Regions from separate parts of the Mus musculus genome. Here region 2 is linked to region 1. The links are chromatin contacts, called in public Hi-C maps. All regions are on one chromosome and are shown on one strand. Each heading gives the region's core, a stretch centred on a gene start, on an enhancer-like site or on the middle of the called end of the contact. The rest is flanking DNA. Distances are from core to core; before and after follow the strand shown. Region 1 holds the start of Kifap3 (kinesin-associated protein 3). Region 2 overlaps Kifap3 (kinesin-associated protein 3).

Region 1 (3,956 bases), core at 708-3,207:
CACACACACACACACACACACACACACATATATATATACACATGCAATATATATGTGCAATATATATCATGTATGTGTGTATGTAAATATACACATGCTAAGGCAATGCAAACTTAGACAAAATTGAACAATGTTTTTAAAATCTTTTTCCAGATTATGACTAAAACATCACAGTGAGTAAGTAGATCAGTTGTATTGATTGTTTTCTAGATGATGTGGTTTTAAGAGGGTCCACACTAGTACAATGACTCTAAATAAAACCACATCTGACACACCCATAGTATATGAAAATCAGCAAATGCTACAATGGCAGCATGTTCTTTAAAACAACCTTCGGTTTAAAGTTGAAATTAGAAAGTGTACTGTATTTGACAGATAAAGAGTGTGTGTACAGGAGTATGGGAATGGGCACATGTGTATATGGTAACAAAATGACGTTAGAATGAGTACTCTGACCATGTATTTGTTTTTATTACATATTCCTTTTTACAAATCTCTACTGAAAGTCTTCTCATTTGCCTTTTCGTTAAAGATATAAAATGAAAAAGACAAAGCACTGTGTTCCCTTGTCTTGTACAAGCAGTATAGTTGATTTATCTTACAACTATTTGACTATGTTCAAGAATCCACTACCACTTGCAAGATTATTTCTAATTTCTTGCAAGATATGGCTAGAACCCTATCAAGTAAGGGAAAATACACTTAACAAATTTTATTAGGACTTAATGTCACCACCTAACATGCATGGTTTTTCTCTCAAAAGTATTTTCATACTTTGTCCTTATGTCCTTCAGAAAGTATTATCTCTCATTTTCAAATGAAGTAATTATGTCCAAAAAACCAAATCTATGTGCTCTTTGCAGTGGATTAGCAACAGAGCTTTAACGAAAAATAGAGACTCTACATTAGCATTTTAAAAGATTTATTCACTGCTCCCTCACAGTTGGTTCAGTGAGAGGTATATTTTTCTAACCATGGGTGGTCTTATTTTTCTACAGACATTAAGGAATCTCACAAAATTTCCTTTTTCTTGGTGTAGCTGATATCATACATATGTAAAAAAAAAAAATAGTAGGCTTTCGCATGCCAAGGTCTTAATAATAATGAACTTCCTACAGAAATTATACAGTGTATGTGACCGTCAAGTGAGTAAAGTGGACCAAGACCAGCTGACTGAACATCTCAATCCAGTCTTGCATAAAGCAAAAACCACCACGTCCGTCTTTATTCCACACACCCCACCATGATTTATGAATCTCAAACTGAACACAAATTGGTGATGTGACAGAATTCATTTCCAAGCTTCCATGGGATTTATCTATTGAGGAATCCAGGAGAGTGGGGCAGAACAAAAAACAAAACCTAGGAAATATGGGATTTATCTCGCCTAACCTGCCTCTTAATGAGGTTATAGATTAATGTAGCAAGGACATCATCAGATGCTGTCAGGACACCTCCAAGCCAAAGAGGACCTCGCGCCCCCGCAGGGCCCATCCTTTATTCCACCCCATCATTTTCTCCTCTTTCTTTCCTTCCCTGCGTCCCACCCCTTCTCGTGTCTAGCTCTGCCCCTGGACATCCCATGGTCAGCCGGGAAACACCTAAGGACCTGCTCAGGGCGGAGCCCGGGTCATCACCTTTTGAGGTATCTGGCGTCCTCGCCTTGCATGGCGGCGGCGGCGGCGGCAGCGGCGTGGGGAGAATGGGAGTGTCTGAGAATCTGGGAGGGCTACTTCCGGAGACCCGGCCAAAGTACCCTCAAAGCAGAGCGGTGACAGTCCCAAGGCCTGCAAGGCGGGGCGGCGGTGGCGGTGGCGGTGGCGGCGGCGGCGGCGCAGCGGTTACCACGGTGAACCCGCCGGCTCCTCCCACTGCTCCTGGGCCCCAAAACACTGGAGCAGCCCAGACCCGCCCAGAGCCGTCAGGGCCGAACTCTCCGCAAGGCGCATGCGCTCACGCGACAGCTACAGTCTGCGCAGGCTCAGGGTGAGGCTCCTGCGACAAATCTGACGCTCCCAGGAACAGCGCAGGAAGGGTTTGGTACTGATCTGGGAGCCTGTGATTTAGAGGCATATTCCTGGTCACTGCCCCCTGGAGGATGGGAAAGGAAGAAGCATTGCAAGCTGCAAAATTGGAACGTAAAGTCCTTAGCGTGAAAGGAGACAAGGTAACCAGTGAACCTTCTAGCTAACTAATGATGGTGATCAGACTAGCCTTTGACAACAACTTCTTTGGTGGAGCTTCTATTTTGGAACATGTAAAAGGTTCTGCATTGATTGCACTGAATTCTAGCTGGTGGAAATAGTCTGTGATGTGGATTGGATCAACTTTGAAAGTGGCATTTAAAATCCCAAAGTAGAAAACACTCCCTTCCATTATAACAAGCCAACTTCTGAACTTCCAAATCGTCCACTGATTAACTTTAACTCAAGATTCTTGAGAAATTGTTTCTTCTAAGGCAAATAATTGCTGACAATTTGGAGAGAGAAAAGAGCCGCTTTTTAGCCAAAGCAAGCTGTCTGCTCTGCTTTGAGATCCTTTAACCTGTCCATCACCGTCTTCTGGTATCACATTGTTAGCCATTCCTTCAAAAGAGTTAATAGTGATAGATTTTTATGCATAAAATGTCATGCAGAGAGACATTAAAGAGATGTTTTATGCCCCTACCAACTCACACCAATTAAATTTATTTCTGATAAAGTTGTAACTATTCTTTCAATTTATCAATAAGGAATTCCAGGCAAACTACATTCTCCATATTTATCAAAGTCTTCTTAACAAACTGTCACAAAGTTCTGTCTTATCGTTAAGGTAGTCATTATCTGCAGCTTTTTCTCTCCATCCACACTCTGATGATTAGTCTAATCGGTTCACACATGGGATTCTTCCTAACTGGACTTTCTATTTCAAATATTGATTATTCAAACCAAGGCAAAAAATGCACAAATTATCGTTCACAACATCTTTAACAATAAAAGCAAGGCACACTACTTTAAAGCAGTGGTTCTCAACTTGTGAGTCATGACCTCTCTGTGGGTGGAAGGACCCTTTCACGAAGGTCTCTAAAGTCATTGGAAAACACGAATATTTACATCAAGAGTCATAACAGTAACAAAAGTACAGTAGTTACGAAGTGGCAACCAAAATCATTTTATGGTTGGGGGTCACCACAACGTGAGAAACTTATTAAAGGGTCATAGTGTTAGGAAGGTTGAGAACCACTGCTTTAAAACTTCTGTAAAGGCTGGCAACGAAGCCTGCCTCCACCTCTGAGAATGTGAGTTCTATCTCTGGGACCCACACCATGGGAGGAGAGGAAGCTACATCTGCAAGTTGTCCTCTGACTTACACATGTGTCTGGTGACACACCACACACACGCACACACACACACACACACACACACACACACACACACACACACACACACGCACAGCAAAATAACTAAAAATATCTTTTTAATATAAAGCCTTCATATACCTAAACTTAAAAGATCAAAATATAGTTTACATTCAAATGAACATATTAAAGATTCTTGCAGAGGCTGAGTATGACTTGGAGGCCAACCTAGTCTATGTAGCCAGTTCCAGGTCAGTCAAGGATAAAAAGCAGAACCTGTTTTTTTTTTTTCCATTTTCATTAGGTATTTAGCTCATTTACATTTCCAAAGCTATACCAAAAGTCCCCCATACCCACCCACCCCCACTCCCGTACCCACCCACTACCCCTAGTTGGCCCTGGCGTTCCCCTGTACTGGGGCATATAAAGTTTGCGTGTCCAATGGGCCTCTCTTTCCAGTGATGGCCGACTAGGCCATCTTTTGATACATATGCAACTAGAGTCAAGAGCTCCGGGTTACTGGTTAGTTCATAATGTTGTTCCACCTATCGGGTTGCAGATCCCTTTAGCTCCTTGGGTACTTTCTCTAGCTCCTCCATTGGGAGCCCTGTGATCCATC
Region 2 (3,721 bases), core at 1,056-3,555, 56 kb before region 1:
ATGTCTTCTCCTTTGCTTTAATGACTATTCGGACTACACAACATTTTTAAGTGTTTGTGATATTTCAGCTCATTCCTCAGTCACACTGTGCGTGGCCTTTAAGGTCAGCCTCACAACAGCAGGGGTCACAGTGCTACATCCTATGCCTCGGAAGATCCACAGTTCACTGTACTTTAAGTTGCCTATTAACAGTAAGAATAAGAAGTTTGAATTCTGGAGCTGTCAAATGGAGACAATACAATTAAAATTGATAACACTTCCACTGGAACAGCATAAAAATCACTTCTGAAAACTTGCATTAAAAGCATGGCCCTAATAAAAGTATCCAAAAACAAGGTTTTTCCATTTTTCTTTCAATTTCATGGAGATTACTCTTGGAACATGCCAATAACCTAAAATAACTTAGTGTACAAAGTGTTCAACACATTAAAATTCACTTGAAAATAAAAAGAAACTTAGGAAAAGATCAGAAACAGTGATATTTCTGAAGGTCTAGAGGAAAAGAAGTCTATTTCCTGCTAAACTTGTTTTGGGGTTGAATATTAAATCAATCAGAGGACATAAAATTAATGAGTACAAAATAATTATCATGTAAAAAATAAGAAAAACACATATTACATATAGAAAGATAAACACTGTTGAAACATGTTAAATTACATATACTAAATTAAATATATATCATATATATACATGCAGATATACACAATTTTACATATATATATATATATATGTATATATGTATCTCATATATTCATGTGAGCACTGTGTTGCAACAATATTAAATACATACTACTCTGAGTCAAAGTCCTAACCTTTTCAAAGGCACAGCTTTGGTAGCAGTTTCTTACTATACTTTTTACATAAGCTTGATGGCCAAACATCAGACATGTTAACAGATCACTGGAAGACTCCACTGGGAAGGTCAGCTTCTTACGCTAGGAACTGAAGACTCAATTATCTATACACATAACAACACAATAACAACTGCAATACCAGAAACTCAAGAATACCCGAAATGCAGTTTCTGTGAGCAAAGCAAAGCAGGACAGTCAAGGAAAACAGGTTTGCTCATTCAGGGTTGCAAGTCCCCTGCGGGAGGCTGAAGACCACCATTACCAGGATGAAAACCTTGGGGAATTTATTTGGAATTCAATTTTAAAAAATATCCAATTCAAATAAGCTCAGTTGTCAGTTTGCAAAATCTCAGGAGATGGAGCTAACACATCATCATAGGGGAGGGCACTCACTGCTCTCCATACGCTGCTGGTACAAAGGAAATGGCTTAGCAGGGGAAGGAAACAACATTCAAGAAAAATACACTGTGCCTTGAAGCCATTCAGAAAGTGTACATTCTTGAGCATACTAATAATATCTATAGCTTTAAACTATGAATTATCTTCAGATTTGTAAACTTGAATGAAAGACAATGATAGGTATTCACACACAGCAGAGCCCGCACGGAGAACCACAGACCACTCAGACCACAAGGTAACTAAAAGCCAGATAAAAAGCCTGGAATTTAGTTACTGTCCTAAAAACATGGGATTAAAATCCCAGTTCCTCTAGGAACAAGATTATCAACCAGTAGCCACCTTTATGGTTAAGAACCTCCCAAACACCCCTGAGGAGCTGGGAGCCAACAGACTACCATCCAAATGAGGACCATTTTCTATGCTAGTGAGAAATCCCACCTTCAGCTGCTGGCCGCAGGCGCAGAAGAAACCATCCTGTGGGAACTATGCTACTCCCATTGAAACTTGTCTGCATGACCTCACAGGACCAGAAATGAGACAATGACCAGCAAAACGACACCCTGTCTGAGACTGCTCACTTACGTATACCTCTTCCCATCCCCTAATTCTTTCTTCCTGAATATGTACTTGGGGCCACGGAACCCTTTTATATATGTCCTTTACGACGTGCTCCACCGATTACATCTCCTCTTGTGGCTTTTCACCATTTACCTCTCTTTAAGTCAGTTAACGTTACATCCTGAAGTCAGGGCTCTTGCCTAAAGCTCCAGTAACAGTCTTAAGTACAGTCACCTTAGTTTATGCTTTAATCATATCACTACTTTAACTTACATAAAAAATTTAGAAAATATATCTGTAATTGATTCTAAGAGACTTCTTGCAAACTGAAAATCTATATCCCCACAAAAATCAGATATTGAAACCTAATCTTCCGTGTGAAGATGTGTCAGCTTGGAGCTTTTGGGAGGTGAATATATCATTAGGAGAGTGCCATGTCTGTTATGAAAGATAACACGATTATAGAGCAAAATGTGGGTAAAGTCTCCAGTAGCAGGCTTCCCACTTACACTCTCTGGTCAGGCACATACTCATGTGAGAACCCACTTCCCAGAGTGAAGGAAACCAGATAAGAGATCACAGCACTTGGTTTCAGGGTAATAATTACAGATACACTGAGGAAAGCAAGAAGGAAGGTGCCTGGGTCTCAGTTTCTCTAAACACAAGCAACAAGCATCCAAAGAAACATCTACTTGGGTGAGAAAGGGAATTCACTCCATAATGCAAGAACCTATACCTTGTGAACCCATAGTCAAACAGTACTGAACAGAGAGCTCCAGGGCAGGTATCACCAGGACAGCGGACTTGCCCTCTGGACTACGTATGGCCGGACAGTCAAGTGATACCTCCTCAGTTAACAGGACATGGAGAAAGACTCTGCTTTCTAGATGGCAGAAGAGTAAATTAAGCACAGATCAGTGATAATGAAATTCAGCAGCAGTGGATCCAGGCTAGTATCTATAGACAGACCCTCTAGACCGGCCTGTTGGTATACTGATACCTAAGACAGAACTGTATCCTTGCTAACATGACCTGCAGCTGGCTGCAGGAGTCTTAGGTGGGTCTCGGTCACATTATGGACTCAACAAGATCTAGGCTCTAGGTGCAATATGGCATTATGCTGTGGGTGTTCAGGACACTGCCAGCCCTATACGCGCTCTAGACCCAGGCAGCATAAATAAGAGAACCAAGTCTACTTGGGAGAAGAAATGAGCAGGTACCAAACTGTTACTTCAGAATTTGATCCTCCCATGGTGAGGTAAGTACCAAGTAAAATCCTATGAGCCTGAACACAGGAAATTAATAAAGATGAACACTGTCTCTTGGCTCCAATAAAGGCTTGAAGTGGCAAACTATTCTTTTTAGGTATTCATAAACTCCATCTTAAACAATATATCAAGTTTGCATTTAGGCCAAGTTGGCTTTGGGCTTCTACAGCAGAAGCATTGAAGATAAGTAAATCAGGTAGGGATACATTGCAAACTCATACTTAGGGTACCATCTAGTGGTGATACAGCAATAGTGACCACAGGCTCACAAGAAAATAAGAATCCTGATTTAGAAATCCTGGAAGAAATGGACAAATGACAAGAGAATGGATTTCATCTAATTGCTAAAAGCATAGGTGTCCATTCGATTCCAATAAACATCAGTAAATTTTATAGACCTGCTATCTCACCACAAGCACAAAACAGGGCCAGAAACTGAGCAATGTTTATGAACTCATGGACAACTTAAAATTGTTACTCTGAGAACTCAAATTCAGGTGAACACACAGGAAGAAGTCAATAAGCTCTTACTTATCAGGCAAAGAAGAAAGAAGGAAACCAAACAAACCCCTGTGCTGGGAAGCATGCTAAATGACAGGAAAATGTGACAGAGGGCGACAGCAAAACACATCAGGGTTCAAA

Evidence for each region. Hi-C and Micro-C count contacts between places; a contact is called where the count stands out from the background.
Region 2: a contact with region 1 is called in a Hi-C map of the HPC-7 cell line, with 2.0 times the contacts expected there. The contact joins the enhancer-like site here to the promoter of Kifap3 in region 1. A contact is called at or near these places in 2 of 39 promoter capture datasets (liver and macrophages), 1 of 15 datasets of contacts at CTCF or cohesin (the NIH/3T3 cell line) and 1 of 484 Hi-C or Micro-C datasets (the HPC-7 cell line).

The regions. Positions count from the first base shown.
Region 1 is chr1:163,777,584-163,781,539 of GRCm38.p6, reverse strand. Kifap3 (kinesin-associated protein 3) reads right to left here and starts at 1,957. Exons shown (of 20, transcript NM_001305643.1): 1 at 1,638-1,957. The coding sequence starts at 1,669. Gm51663 (predicted gene, 51663) reads left to right here and starts at 2,000. Exons shown (of 2, transcript NR_165475.1): 1 at 2,000-2,167.
Region 2 is chr1:163,833,850-163,837,570 of GRCm38.p6, reverse strand. The region is part of intron 10 of Kifap3 (kinesin-associated protein 3); the gene reads right to left. Among named protein-coding and RNA genes, the nearest start is that of Kifap3, 56 kb to the right of the region's middle. Within about 2 kb of position 2,305, at least 8 of the 459 cell types and tissues checked have an H3K27ac peak or open chromatin away from gene starts, as enhancers often do. A contact at or near this core is called in the HPC-7 cell line, where this site is marked.